Regions from separate parts of the Mus musculus genome. Here region 2 is linked to region 1. The links are chromatin contacts, called in public Hi-C maps. All regions are on one chromosome and are shown on one strand. Each heading gives the region's core, a stretch centred on a gene start, on an enhancer-like site or on the middle of the called end of the contact. The rest is flanking DNA. Distances are from core to core; before and after follow the strand shown. Region 1 overlaps Myo16 (myosin XVI). Region 2 has its middle 6.8 kb from the start of Gm15418.

Region 1 (7,799 bases), core at 1,891-4,390:
CTATAAAGCAAGGCTAGCACCTCTGTTTCTTGGGGTCTGAGTTAGTGGGGTCAAAGGTGACCGTGCCCAACTCTGCTATAAACAAAGTATAATATTGCAAATTATATTTATCATCTGAACTGGCTAGTTTTGTGTCAACTTGACACAGCTGGAGTTACCACAGAGAAAGAAGCTTCAGTTGAGGAAATGCCTCCATGAGATCCAACTGTAAGGCATTTTCTCAATTAGTGATCAAGGGGGAAAGGCCCGTTGTGGGTGGGACCATCTCTGGGCTGGTAGTCTTAAGAGAGCAGGCTGAGCAAGCCAGTAAAGAACATCCCTCCATGGCCTCTGTGTCAGCTCCTGCTTCCTGACCTGCTTGAGTTCCAGTCCTGACGTCCTTGGTGATGAACAGCAGTATGGAAGTGTAAGCTGAATAAACCCTTTCCCCCTCAACTTGCTTCTTGGTCATGATGTTTGTGCAGGAATAGAAACCCTGACTAAGATATCATCCCTTATTTAATACTGTGTTAGCATCAAACCTTAGAAAGGCTCCACTTCGAGGACAGTTAGGATTCGCTAAGCACTGACAAGAGAGAAAAACTCACAGCACACTCAGAGGTAGATTGAAGCATTTCCTGAGGGTTATAGGAGCACTGGGGATCCTAGGAAAGCAAGAATTCATGCTGGGTGCACCTGCATGCATCAGAGGGAAACTGAGTCAGGTGTCAGGTGATGTGGAGAAATGCAATACGGAGCCACACTGGCAGCAGACACAGGAGTCTGTGAAGAGCCACACCGTCCTATGCTCTTGTGCTTGTCAAATCTCGCTTGATTGACTCTACACAGCTTTCAAAGCGCCCCTTTCCCCCTTAGGACTGAACAATGGCTTCTGTTTTCATACATCTCAGGCCCCTTGGTGAGAAACATTACGGTGCCCCCCTAAGAATTCTCTTTGTAGTGTAGAAAATGTATCTTAGTGCGTTTGAAGTTTAGTTTCTATAATTGTAACAGACAATACAGGTTTTGCAGTCTTGTTCAACATGCATTTTTTTTCAGAGCTATAAGCTTGTTACACCAAATGTAAATAGATTGGGCACAAAAAAAAAATTCATTACCTGTTCAGCATGGGAAACATTATAACCAACTCTTGGATACAAACCAGAAACTTGGACTAGGTTATTTAGAAATAGCAAATTACAAGTTGCTTTCCCAGGCTTGTATTTAAGGGTACCATGACAACTTCTGTTGACTGCTACCTAGGCTACAGATTTCACTAAGGATTTTGGGGCATTTGTTTTAAGCATGATTAATGTTTAATTAGTCTCTTCCAGTGTTTTACTCAGATTTGAAGTACATCTTATCAGATAAGAATAAACTTTCTAAAATTTATTTTAGGTTTTGAAACTAACATGAACCTGAGTAGCCGGGATGAACCCAGTTCATCAGAAATGGCTTCAGAGACTCAAGACAGAAACGCCAACAACCATGGGACTCAACTCTCCAGTTCCCTGTCTAGCGATGTGACGGCTGAAAATGGAAATCCTGTCACCAATGGTGAGCCTCTCTAAATGCAAGAGCCAGCAGGCCAAAGTTTTAAGCCACATGTACTTTGGAGGAAGAGTATATTTAACAGTTAAAAATGAAGTAGGCTTGGGCCGGAGAGATGGCTCAGTCGTTAAGAGCACTGACTGCTCTTTCAGAGGTCCTGAATTAAATTCCCAGCAACTACATGGTGGCTTACAACCATCTCTAATGGGATCAGATGCCTTCTTCTGGTATGTCTGAGGACAGCTACAGGGTGCTCATATACAGAAAATAAGTAAATAACTCTCTAAAATGTAAAAAAAAAAGTAAGTTTAATAGCTGGAGATAGAATGTAAGCTGCAAAGCTCTGCCTTGGGCATCACTGTCAGCATCCTACCGCTCAGGCAGAAGAGAGTAACTCACTCTCAGTATGATGACCTTTCGGAGGTTTGGTGGGATGCCGCTCTGCAGGAAGCAGCAGAAGGTGCTTCTTGTGCTGGGGAGAACATGAATGTCCAACCAACGTTGTAGAATTAAATGTTTTCACACAGCTAAGAATGTGAGAGGACGTCATACTGAGGGCCTTCAGAGGGCAGACTGGCTTTAGGTTATCAGGTGACTATCACTTAGAAACCAGCTGGGCTGCTACATCCGGGTCTATGCAAACAGATGTTTTCCCTGATATGGATTTAGTAGTGACTGATGGGAAAATCCAGCTCTTCTTTCCTGAGGGTGCCCAGAAGAGCCCTATGAGGCATCTCTGCTTACTCTGAAAAAGGTGGCCAGAGAGCTAATAGTCAAAGGCTGAGTTAGGGACCAGAGGCCACAATTCTCTTTATTGTTTCCTTTGCTTCCATGAAAGCCTGACTAAGGAGAGAAGACTTTATGGCAGCTTACGGTTGGAGAAGATACAGCCCACCATGCCATGGAAGCCATTGGTAGTGGGAGGTGAGGTGGCTGGTTCCATTGTTACAGCAGCCAGGATGAGAGGGAGAGATGTCTGCTGGTCCTTGGCTGGCTTAATAATTTTTCCTTCTTATTTAGCTCCAGAACAGAGTGTCACCCACATTCAGGGTATGTCATCCTTCCTCTCTTAAGCCTTAATAGAATCACCATCCTAAGTGATGCTACATCCATTCACGCTGATGTCAAAAGCAACCATGACAGCCACACTAGCCCAGCAAGGCAGCCTAAATCTTAGGCTCTCCTCCTGGGGACCTTGGGAACACTGGAAAAGCCTAATTCTCTGATAGCAGACTAAGTCCAGGATTCACTAAGGCCACTGAGGGGGGTGGAACTGAGATGTAGCCATCACAGAATCAGTTGTACTAGAACCAGGACCATGGGTTAGCTAAGGCTCCTCTGAATCTCCAAGTTGGGCTGAGGCCATAACATCCTTAGGCTCCTGGGGAAAACCTATGTAAATCTGTTCCAAAGGACAATAAAAGACTAGGCCGGTTAATATGATCACAAACCAAAAGACACAGCACACAATGAAGACTTATAAGACCTATGAGCACAAAACTCAGATGGAAAAATCAGAGACAGAACTGAATTGGCAGTCACAGTTTACTCATAAGAGCTTAAAAGGTCAGCGCAGAGAGACACGTGCCTTAGAGGAAGTGAATAAAAGCAGAAATTCCATCTGAATGGGAACTTGACTGCCCAACAGAAAATGGAACACACATCACAGCAAAGCCCATACAGGGTGATGTTGAATTTGACCAGAGAGTTGTTTAGGTGGGCAATAGGCAGGTAGTCTCTACAGAAAACCACATGGGATTGGAGGAAATGATGGGGGCATGCACCCAGCTCAGTGGGAAAGGTGGTGGGGTTCTGGAGAAAGAGGTGGTGATTAACCATAGAAACGTGTGCTAGTTTCCCAGCCCTTGTGAAAGCATCCAGGCATCGGCCCAACTTGGTTTGTTATAGAGCCCAGCAAACTCTTCCTGTATAACCCAGACATGAGCAGTGTCAATACAAGCACTGAGAACAGATGCTCTGTACACTTAATTCATAATCCATAAAGCTTAAAATAAATTTAGCACTCTCCAAACTAGTGAGCAGATGTCTCATTATCTATTGTCATGTGAGGAGTTACTCTCCCTTCTCCCAATTTTGAGAGTTAATACAACAAACGGGGATTATTTTGGATCTGCTAAGGGTCTTCTAAAACATCCCAGTAAGGAGATCCCAGGAGAGAGAAGGCTGAGTCCCTCACCAGAAGCAGAGCTGTCTTGGGGAGGACTTGGGCTTCCAGGGAGCGCCCCATGTGCTTGACTTTGAGTAGTCACAGTCCTGCAGATCAAACAACAAATACATTAGAGAAGGAGGAAGCAAGGTAACTCTTTAACCAAATATTTCATCTGTTTTGTTTTTAAAAAATCATCAAAACATAAAAGTTACAACTTAGGAAATGGTCGTAGGTAGATTCAATCAAGGTGACTCAAATCTCTCAAGGCAGATTGACTGGTGGAAGCTGATGAATTTTTACAAGCACCATGACTTCCTGGCCCATGGTATTTTCTCATATCAATGCAGTTCCAGGACCTGTGTGTTAGAGTCTCAATAAGCATGTGCCCATTGAAGAAACACTACTACTTGCAAATGAACCACTAATTGCTAGGTAGAGAGCCAGAAAAATCCAGTCCTCAGTGTTACAGAGCCATTTCCACACATGTAGCCTGTGGCTTGCTTATTACCACAGAACCTCGAGAGAAGAACAAGATTTTATTCGATTTTATTTTGTTTTATCTTGTAAGTGGGGTTGGGGGATGGGGATACCACATGTGTGAAAGTACCCAGGGAGGCCAGAAGATGACATCAGATATTCTGGAACACCACACCCTTTAGCATAGTGTCATACTGCCCGGGTTCAAACTCCAAACCCGATGCAATAATATCCAAACATAGGACAAAGGTCCTTAACCTTTCACCTTCCAATTTTCTCCTATTAAAAAGCGTGATGCAAGACTATGCCAGGACTTTTACAGGGAACCTAGTAGATGGGCCTAACCCCAAAGTTAGTGTTTGGTCAACACTACCTATTCACAAGCTGTGAGCCTCTCAGTGTGGAACCTGGGAACTCAGCTAGGGTCCTCTGGAAGAGCAGCAAGTGTTTTAAGCCACTGAGCCATCTCTCCAGCCCCGGGGGATCAATTTTGTTGCGGATTTATCATGCCCATGCCCAGGGTATAGTCAATGTCCATTCTAAAGAAAGCACCAGAAGCAAGTAAATATTTAAAATAATTTAAAGTTCTGGATGAGGCAGAAATAGCACTATTTTCTAGGAAATGATTTCTTTGGAGTGCCAGGATCTGCGTGCTACCTCTGTTTCCCAGAAATAATTATGTTTGCTCATTTGCTGAAATACAGTTATGTGTGGCTAATTATAGCGATCACTTACTTTAATTGCATCCTTTCGCTGATGTGAACACAGACTTGGATACTTTTTTTTTTTGTACTTAATTATTCCCTGGACTTGTGGTTATTTATTATTACATTCGAGAGCCGCCTTTGGTGTTAGGACGCTTCAGCTATATCAAACAAAAATATTGTCAAGATAAAGATGTTTATTTTGTGGCAAAGCAGAGAAATAAAAAAAGTTCGAACTAGGACATTCTACGGTCAGTATGATTTTCTCTCTCGCTACTCAATGGATATGCATTTTATTGCTGAGCATCAGGAAAAATGGCAATTAAAGATGGAGTCATTACATTTGAGTTTACATTTATCTCTCTTCTGTTTATATGCATTATATTCACTCTCTGTGTGTAGTCTGGGTTATCTGCTCCAGGAGGAGCTGGATAAGGAGGAAGAACTGCTTGTTGATCTCAGCATTGTTCCCTTTGTCTGGAACTGAGGGACATCAGGACCAAGTCACACAGACCTGGGGTTAGCAGAGTGTGGCTTCTGTCACACATGCCTCAAGAGCTGGCATCTTGGGGTAGGTTTCCATCAACTACGTGATAACACACCTTCTCCATCTTTATGTCTGAAACTGGCCAGATCCCTCGGTACTCGCACTGTTGTCTGGTTCTAGTCCCAAGAGCCAGAGTGAAGCAAGCATGCAAGCCTCTACTTCCCAGTCGAAGAGCATTGCAGTTGTGTGCACTGAGAGGCAGGGGGGCCTTTGCCGGGGAGGAGAGCTCCTGCCTTATCTGCCAAGCCCTGCTGCACTCTTTCTGATCAGAGGCATTTTGAAGTCATACCGAGTCATCTCTAGTTTGGACTTTGTTTCATTAAATGTTCTTACTGGTGTTGGGAACTAGGGGTTGAAAACAGGTCAACTGGGATTATGCTTTGCCATCCTTCCTGGGGCTTAAGGCATCATCCTGCCAGGATGCAAAACCAAGATCTGACATATTAGCACCTCAAACATGGGCATGATCTTTAAGCTTTCACTTCTCAACCTGAAAAAGGAATGAGGCAAACTGCTCTGTCAGAACTTATATGGGGAATCTAATAGGGCAGCACTAGTCCAGGCAGTGCTCGGTCTACAGTGCCCATTCACTCAGTCAGCAGTACCCATTCACTCAGTCAGCAGTACCCATTCACTCAGTCAGCAGTACCCATTCACTCAGTCAGCAATACCCACTCAGTCAGCAGTACCCATTCATTCAGTCAGCAGTACCCATTCACTCAGTCAGCAGTACCCATTCACTCAGTCAGTAGTACCCATTCACTCAGTCAACAGCACCCATTCACTCAGTCAGCAGTACCCATTCACTCAGTCAGCAATACCCACTCAGTCAGCAGTATACCCATTCATTCAGTCAGCAGTACCCATTCACTCAGTCAACAGCACCCATTCACTCAGTCAAAACAGTGCCCATTCACTCAGTAGTTGTACCCATTCACAACATCTTGGAGCTTTTCTAAGTTTGCATGGAGGAGCCATGGGGGTTATAAGTGAAACAGACAAGGAGCATGTTGGTGAATTGAATTTCCTGGACCGTGCAGGCTGTAATCCTATAAATAGCCTGGAGCAACCCAAGTGTACATCCTGCCTGGTCCAAAGTTAGTAGAAACACATTGAACAAGGCCAAAGCATGCACAACTCCAGAGATCAAGGGTGGACATAAGGTTTTGAGTCAAATTCTCTACACAAATTCAAAGATCTTGTAATGGTTTCTCCATCTTTTCTGTATTGAGAAGCAAATGAAGTTGCTATAACCCACATGCGTTTTCTTGGAATGATTAGTGAATGTGAGCATACTTATTGTCTACTGGTCATGTATGCTACTTCTTAGTTTTCGATGTGTGTTCTATGTCCATTCCCCCCATACCCCCAATCTTGATTGAAAGTCCTTTTACTGTGTGTATGTTTAAACATACTGAGACTTTTATTTAATGTACTTCAGTATTTTATGTTGTTCTTACATTTTTGCTTTAGTTTGTGATGTTTTAAGTATATATTCATTTTAGTGTTCATAATCAGAACTTTTAATCTATGTTTCCTGCAATGCTTGGTGACTCTGGTGACATTTTTAGATAATTTTACTTAAAAAGGATATTATTTCTATAACGATCCCTAAACCTTGGGGGCAAGGGATGTGATATACATGTCCAATTTAGAGCTGGATACTCTGTACTCTCTTAGTCTCTGTACCTTGATCAGTCATGGGTCTGTGTGATAATGACCATCTACTTCAAGAAGAACCTACTCTTTTGAGAGGCAAGCAATGATCTGCGGGCATAGCAATGGGTCCTTTAGAATTGTTTCAGTGTTTCCTTAGCTGAAGAATGGCAGTAGGTTCCCCTCTAAGGCCTATGACCTGTCTAGACAGTACATAAAGACTTCATATTGGAGGCAATGGGTAACCTCAGGAGACAGTGTCTTCTGGACATTGTAGGGCGATTGCACACAGCATTCGGGAACAGCATGCACAGCCAGACAAAACCCCAGCATGGAGAGGGGAGGAGGGCGTAAAGTCCCATTCCAAGCTGAGGGGCTATTGCCATCTCATAGCTTCTGGGAAAGGGTTGTTGGCTTTGTTTAATGGTGTGACTCCTTTTTTTTTTTAATATGGACAGAGAAAGAGAGAGAGAGAAAGAGAGAGAGGGAGGGGAAGGGGAAGGGAGAGGGAGAAGGAGAGGGAAAGGGAGGAGGGGGAAGAGGGGGAGAGGGAGGAGGGGGAAGAGGGGGAGAGGGAGAGAAATGAGACAGAGAGAGATGGGGAGGAAAAGAATGAACACACATCACTCACATCATTCATGAAGCCATGAAATGGGCCGCATAGGGGTGATGCTGGATCTGAGAAGAGTTGGGAGAAGGGAGAATATGATCAAAA
Region 2 (7,799 bases), core at 2,276-4,775, 580 kb after region 1:
CCCCTCTGCCTGGGCCCTCTGGCTTGCAGGATATGATTCTCGGGAGGACACTCCATCTTCACAGTTTTCCGTGCACGGCTGGCTCCACATGAGGTCTCTTCCCATAGACATCAATACTGTTGGGTTCAGAGCCCACCCTGTTCTGTCATGAGCTCTGTATAACTCTATCTGCAATGACCAGAGAAGGTCACTGTCCTGTTTCATTTTTTGTTGCTGTGATAAAAAATACTCTGAAAAAAGGCAAGCAATGCAAAAAATAAATAAAGTTGGGGGGATTTAGTTTAGAGTTCCAGGCTACAGTCCATACCTTTCTTTGTACAGAAGTTTAGATAACAGGAATGTGAGAGAATTAGTCAGATTCATGGTCAAGGTCAGAAGAAATAAATACATGTCTGTCTGATGTGTTCACTGTCCACACAGTCTAGGACTTTCTGAGTAGAGAATGATGTCACCCATAGTGTTCTGAGTCTTCCCACAGCAGTTAACAATCAAGACAATCCCTCATAGGCATGTCCACAGGCTAATCAGATCTAAAATGTCTCTCATCAAGTCTCCCTCTCCAGGTGATCCTAGTTGTGTCCAGTTGATAGGAGTAACCATTGAAGGTACATTCATAGGTGGGAGATTCAGGAACATGTCTCTTTGGAGGGCACAGCAGAACACATGACAAAGCGTAGCCTGGAAGTGTTGTCAGTTGGACTGAGTTACTGAGCTGTGTTTCACTGTTCTGCAATGCTGATTTGAAGGAACACAGACAAGGAATGAAGTGTCTGTCCTCGTGCCTCCTCTCAAGCAATTGGCGAAATAAAGATCTCAATTGCCTCCCATAAAAGTTGGTGAGACAACTGATATGTAACTAACCAAATCAAATCACCTGGCCCCCACAGGCTAAACCAAGGAAGGCATGGTATAGATACACCTGGACACACCCAGACATGGTAGAATGGTCGAACAAATAGTCTTCCGCTGGAGCTGTCTGGATCTTGAAAGATTGTGTTGCCCGAGAAACTCAAAAGCAATTCATAAAATGCTCTGAGACCTGCAGCTAAGCAAGGAGCTACTTATGGGCCCCATCATCATAAGACAGCAACTCTGCTTTTAGGGAAATAAAGAACTGTTTACTGCGAGCCAAATATGAGTGACTATGCCCTCAGAACACAAATTCAGGTTACCCTGAATGACAGATCCACCATAGAAAAAGTGATAAAGAACTTTTAGAGCCACAAGGGAAAATGTCATGTCAATACATTGTCCATTTACATTGGTCGGAGCATCAGTTAGGTGTGTGGCAGTGGACTGGAAACGTATCTTTTGTCGGCTTCAGGAGCCCTTGGTGGCATTAGCTTCAGGACTGGTGGGAGCTAGAGGTCAGCTTACCTAAGGGGCACATTCCAAGGAGTTGATCAGCACTTCATGAGGATGTTAGGTAGGTGACTTGACATTAAAGAGAGCCCTGTGTGGTTTGGACTTGGCACCTGCAGCTTTCCATAGCTTATGGTCGTGACATTCCTGTTGGCCAAGGTCAATTCATCTCTGGATTCTATCACACACAGATGCACATTCCTCAGTTAACCCCTGGGCTCAGTCCTGTGAGCTCACCGCTGAGTTTTAGAAACGCCTTAAACACTTTACGTTTTAAAGTGGAAGTTGCAGGAGCCTAAGCTCAAAGGCTGGGTTAGCTGGTCTTTACTTTGTTCTTCTCCACAAAACATTCTCCAATGACCTGTGGGACATGAGGCCTCTGCTTTTCTGACAAAGGTCAAAGGAGCAAGAAAGGTGAAAGGAGATACTTAGTGCCCCTAAGTTCCTGGATATCGGGGCTTGGTGGGTTCTGTGTACATGCAGCCAGAGAGGATGTAAACTCTTGAAGCAGCATACCAGATCCTCAGCTCTCTGCAATGGGAGGACCACACACACACACACACACACACACACGAAGACATGACTATGCATGCTTGTGTTTCATCAGAATAAAACCAGAACATCCCTGGCTACTGTAGCCATAATTAACCTGCTAGAGTCCCCTCACTACAACAGTGATGGGAGGATAAAACTGAGTTTCCTTCACACTAAAGACTGCAGTGTTGGCCACCCATGCTATCACTGTGCGTATCTTCACAGTGCCCCACTATCCAACTTTACAAACCTAGGAAGTATAAAGACAGCTGTCTTCTCCAGATGTGTGCCCAGGTCCCATGTAAGCTGGACAAGCCTTGTTCTTGAACCTACAAGCAAAAGTTTGGGGTCATCGACGGATACATGATCATAGTCTCTCTCTCTCGGATCTAACCATGATCTAGAACAGTCCTCATGATCCAAAGAAATCCTTCAATAAAAATGATTTACCATGTCCCTGCAAACAAAGATGGCAGCTACTACCTCAGCCAGAATCACAGTCAGCCCCAAGTCTTCGCTGACTTCTTCTGCTTAGTCACTTTGACTACTTAGCACAGACATCATGTGTGTCAATTTCACACGAGCTGTTCCTATCACAGAGAAAGGAGCCTCCATGAGATCCAGCTGTAAGGCATTTTCTAAATTAGTGATCAAGGGGGAGAGGGCCCATTGTGGGAGGTTCAACCCCTGGGCTGGTAGTCTTGGGTTCTATAAGAAAGCAAGCTGAGCAAGCCAGGGGAAGCAAGCCAATAAGCAGCATTCCTCCATGGCTTCTGCCTCCATTCGTGCCTCCAGGTTCCTGGCCTGTGTGAGTTCCAGTCCTGACTTCCTTGGTGATGAACAGCAACATGGAAGTGTAAACTGAATAAACCCTTTCCTCCCCAACTTGCTTCTTGGCCATGATGTTTTATGCAGTAATAGAAACTCTGACTAAGATACATCACAACAAAAGTTATATGGGAGCGCTAATATTTGGTTTTCTTTCTTTCTGCTCTCCAGTTAACACCAGCAAGGCCTTTTAGGCTGGCAATGAGTGACATGCTCAGGCCAGTCATGGCTGGGACTCCTGTTCACATGCAGAGGTCAAAGCTAGACCAACAGTCTGGCTTTCATTTCCCATTTTTCCAGATAAGCTCCCACCGCCAACCACACTACCACCCAGGGAACAAGAGGCACTGCACACAGGAAGTAGCATTTCCTGTAGCTGGACAGCTCTTCAGCCTCTCTCTTGGAGGGAACCTAATTTTCCAGGACTCCCCGCCCAGATACAGTCTTCCCCAGAACACTGTGTCCATCCAGAGAGCCATATGACAACAGAAACCTAACAGGACACCCTTTTGTCTTGCAAGAAGACCGCAACATATTCATAGGTATCGCTCCAAGGAATGCAGTTATCTGATCAGTCTTGGTAGCCCTAAAACTGTGGGTGGATTCGTCAGGGCCAGAGTCTGTCTTTCTGAATCTTGGTCCATCAGTCAGAACACAGACAGCTCCCAACATCCTCCAGGAGCTGGGATGTACAGAATCAGCTTGGAACCAATGGTGGAGACCCTGAGCTGGGAGATGGGCCGGTGCAGGAAGTTTTTTAAACGAGTTCCTGCCCAGTAACAAAGTAACAGAGAGGAAGTCCAGCCCTGCTTATCTCAGAGTGAGGAAGAGAAGATGAGCAGAGGCCAGCAAGCACAACAGGAGAGTCCCAGTCTCGGAAATGCTCCCGTGGCCACTGACAAAGCACAGTGTCTCATCCTGAGCACCCAGGGACATCGCTTCACCTCTCAGCAGAAGCACCTTAGTGGACATGGTCACTTTTCATGCTTGTAGGAATTAAATGAGGTGAGATGCAGCAGGCACCTGACAGCTAGACCTGAGTGAGACCTCCCTTCCCTTACCAACATGGAGGTCCGAGTCACTCATAGCCTTACGAAGTACAGTCAGAAGAAATCCAAGCTGCTTACTGAAGCTAAGTGCAGTGGAATCCGGTCCAGCTCCCACGGAGAGTGGTGTGAGCATGCAATCCCCTACACTGTGAGAAGGGGCCATTCTGTGAGATGGCGACTCCTCAAGGTCGTTACAACAAGAAGGCTAAATGGCTGCCTTTCAGAGGATGAATAGCCACCAATTCCTTCTAGATAATCAGACCAGTGTGTCTCAGCTGCAAAGTACCATGGCTTCCAGTGTTCTGTTCTCCCTACCAGCAGACATTAGGATGGGAGCCCTCTCTCCCCTGACACCTGACCCATTCTTGCCGGAAGACACGGCCTCTTGTAAGGAAATGAACTTGCCAAGACATAGACTGACTTTCTGCAACAATGAACATGCATGTAAAGTGTGGGCTGGACTGTCCCCCCCCCCCCTCAGTTTCCACAGACAATGCAGCAGTCACAGCGTGCAGTCAGGGCCCACATGCCTGCCTTCCATCTTTCATATAGATGTGCCACCTTTGATTCAACCCCTGTTTAAATCAAAACCTCTTGACCTTTCGCTTAAATAAAAGGCAATTGCCGGGCTGTCCCATTATGAATAACAAATAGGACCATTATTTAAGAGGCTGCGCATTCTAAGGAGCTGGGAGGCCATTTTTAGGAAATCTATGGCAGAGGATAGTCTAATTATAACCTAGGCTTATGTCGTGCTCAACCCCAAGATGTCTCAAAGCCCACTGTGGTTTTCTAACCACCTTCCTCCAGAAAAGAAACCATCAACAAAGAAACACACCACCAGTCAGGTGCATTTCCTGCCAGACAAAAATCAGCTCAGGGACATTTGAAATCGCACTTCCTAACAGTAAAAGCAACCGTGCCTGTGTCTTTGGACCAAAGCACTGACACTGTAATAACCCTCTTGGTAAAATAAACCTGGCCTAACATGAACTATGACCAGAAATCTTATGGGAAAGACACCTTGGGTGGAGCTTCTGGCTAAGCAGTGTCCTGTGGTGATTGAATGGAGTGACCCAAAAGATTAGATAAGTCAAAGCCCCGAAACTCAGACCTTGTGCCTGTTTGGAAATAAGCTCCATTCAGAAGTGAATAAGGCGAGGCCATGCTGAAGTGGCACTCGAGGAACCTTGGTCCACAGGTCTGTCAAGAGAGAAGGGAAACCATTCTGTTGGGACAGAGACACGGAGACTCCAGTACGGAGGTGGTAGCCAAGATGAGAGAGTAGAGCCTCTACGAGCCCAGAGAGGCCAGGGCTGGAGAAGTTGGAAGGAGCCAGGAAGGCTCTACCCACCCCTCAGGGGACCTGCTGCAGTGGCTTTGTTCTCAGACTCCTGACTGCAGGAGAGCCCAGTTCACACCAGGGTCATGGGAAATGTACACAGGCACGTGAGTGACATTCCATGGAAATTTCTAGCCTCCAATGAAGCAGAGAACAGAAGCCCTCACACATTTTCTTACGGCAGCACATTAGGTGACGTCAGCAGGGTGACTACGTGAGGAAAAAGGGCCACTTCTGCATCCTACCTCATTGGTCTCTTGGCAGGACATTCACACCTCTGTGCACCACTGCTGTGTGACACTGCTGTTTTGCAGAATAATGGACTCTAACCACAGGTGACTTGAGCACATCTATGGCTGGTCTCCCCAAACCTATCAATGGGACAGGTAAGACGTGTGGAGGTGGAAGGATGTTCAAAGAATCACTAAAGGCACATGATGTACATGCATGCATTCTGCACACAGACGCTCACCGCATGTGAGAACCATGGGCACACAGAGTCACCTGGGCAGCACTTTCCCAGATTCTGGCGGTACTCTGGACACAGATATTAAACTCCATGCCCAGAAAACCTCCACTCACGGCATGCAGCTCCTTCCACACTCACACAATGACGGGGCATTCTGTTGTTCCAGCTGAGCAGCCAGCCCAGCCCTGGAGCCTGCCCTGCAGGGGTTGGTGGACCGTTTCACCCCGGAGAGAACAGACATGTGAGTTCAAATGGTGACTCTAAGCCACAACAATGTCGGCACACCTTAGCTCTGCGACTGTATACTCGGGACCAGAGAGGGCCGGCCGGCCACACATAGCTGCTATTTCCAGTGTTTCACATAGTGGGGTTTGCTTTATTTTCCCACTACCTGTGGAGAGGAGAGATTAGAGGAAAAGCTAGCCAGAGTCACCCCACCATAGGGGTGTCATAAAGCCAAGGCTGACCTCGCTCTTACAGCCTCACCCTCCTAGATTCTGGGTTGACAGTCATATGTCACCATGCCAGGTTTATATGGAGCTCAGTCTAGGACCCAGGGCTTCACCAGCTGCAGGCATCGCCAGCCAAAGTGGTACCTGTAGTTTGAAAGTGTGGCAAAGATGGCTCTGACCTTGGACATGAGACTCAGTATGACAAAAAGCCTGGTTGTTTAAAATGGTTTGATTTTTGGCTTCTTAATAAAATTCATCTTTCAGTTCTGTGCCGTGTGCTAAGGATGGAGGAACATACAGGTGGGACAGAGGATCTGTGAAGAATCACTAAAAGCAAACACACAGGATCCGTGTTTGTTCCTACACTGCTATGTGAACACCCTGGGAAGGGCTTAGCAGGGTCAGACGTTCCAGTCACGAAGACAGATTTCCCTTGGTGCAAAGCATGAAAAGCAACTGGGGAACACAAAGCATAGGTGTCTTTCACCACAAACGGTGAGCTGCAAGCCAGACTCCCTGTTTCTAGGTCAAGCAGTCACTTGGCTGGACAGTTGCTGGCTGACAACGTTCGAACTGTGTCACCAACAGCTCCTGAACACTACCTGATAAGGCAGGGGCAGACTGCAGAATTTACTGGAACACCACTCCTGCCCACTGGCCTATTTATGGAGCTATTTTGACAGCGATGAAGGTTGGCTTCCCAGGGACATGATGTCACAGGAACCATCGGGATCACCTAGCAACAGGACACAAGCAGCGTGTCCAGCTTCTATTTATAACCAGCTCGCTGGCAATGTCAAGAGGTGAGCAGTTAGACCAGCCGGAGAAGCGCGGGGTCATTGGATTCTTCTGGAAGCCACAGCTGTTACTAGAGTTGACAGAGGGCACCACAGCCCAAAGCCTCACCTGTCACACTTGGTCCAAAGTGTCTTCCATAGAGCTCCAGTTTGTGCCCAACACTACAGAGTTGTGCAAGCTTCTCTCTCCCACCCAGCCAGTCATTCCAGGCACAGCGTCCCAGGCAGACTCTCGGGGGAGGCTCTCAGGGAACTGAGGAGGGAGCTCACTGTCTCAAGGGTAATCTGGGTAGATGGACACCGTCCTCAGTGGGCTAAGATCCACCTTCTCCTCTATCTACTGCAGATGCTCATTCCTTCCTACTGGAAGAGCCCTGGACTTATCATTCCCACCTCCATTGAAATGTGGCCTTTAAAAAAAATGTATTTACTTTTTAACTTATTCACTTTACATCCCATTTACGGCCCACCTCTTGGTCACCCCCTCCCACAGCCCTTCCCCACCTCCTCTTCCCTTCCCCTCTGAGTGGGCGGGGACCCCCTGGGTATCCCCTGACCCTGACACTTTAAACCTCTGTGAAGCTAGGCGCTTCCTATCTCACTGGAGCCAGACAAGGAAGCCTAGCTAAAAAATACACATCCCACATACGGGCAACAGCTTTTGGGATAGCCCCCATTCCAGTTATCCCAGACCCACATGAAGACCAAGCTGCACATCTGCTACCTATGTGCAGGGAGGCCTGGACATATGTCCAGACAGTGTATGTTCTTTGGTTGGCAATTTAGACTCTGAAAGCCCCAAATGTCCAGCTTAGTTGATTCTGTTGGTCTCCTGTGGAATTCCTATCTTCTTTGGGGCCCACAATCCTCCCTCCTATTCTTCCATAAGGGTCCCCAAGCTCCATCCACTGTTTGACTGCGGGTGTCTACATCTGTTTGAGTCAGTTGGTGGGTGGAGCCTCTCAG

The links. Hi-C and Micro-C count contacts between places; a contact is called where the count stands out from the background.
Region 2: a Hi-C map of bone marrow-derived macrophages shows a contact between it and region 1, with 18 read pairs. The contact joins two enhancer-like sites. A contact is called at or near these places in 9 of 39 promoter capture datasets (the C10 cell line, the HPC-7 cell line, cranial neural crest and 6 more), 20 of 484 Hi-C or Micro-C datasets (B cells, CD4 T cells, the N1E-115 cell line and 12 more) and 15 of 115 datasets of contacts at active chromatin or transcription factors (bone marrow-derived macrophages, cardiomyocytes, craniofacial prominence and 11 more).

Annotation. Positions count from the first base shown.
Region 1 is chr8:10,593,406-10,601,204 of GRCm38.p6, forward strand. Myo16 (myosin XVI) reads left to right here. Exons shown (of 35, transcript NM_001319151.1): 33 at 1,378-1,536. Among named protein-coding and RNA genes, the nearest start is that of Gm32330, 76 kb to the right of the region's middle. Within about 2 kb of position 3,141, at least 4 of the 459 cell types and tissues checked have an H3K27ac peak or open chromatin away from gene starts, as enhancers often do. A contact at or near this core is called in bone marrow-derived macrophages, where this site is marked.
Region 2 is chr8:11,177,031-11,184,829 of GRCm38.p6, forward strand. No RefSeq gene overlaps it. Among named protein-coding and RNA genes, the nearest start is that of Gm15418, 6.8 kb to the right of the region's middle. Within about 2 kb of position 3,526, at least 25 of the 459 cell types and tissues checked have an H3K27ac peak or open chromatin away from gene starts, as enhancers often do. A contact at or near this core is called in bone marrow-derived macrophages, where this site is marked.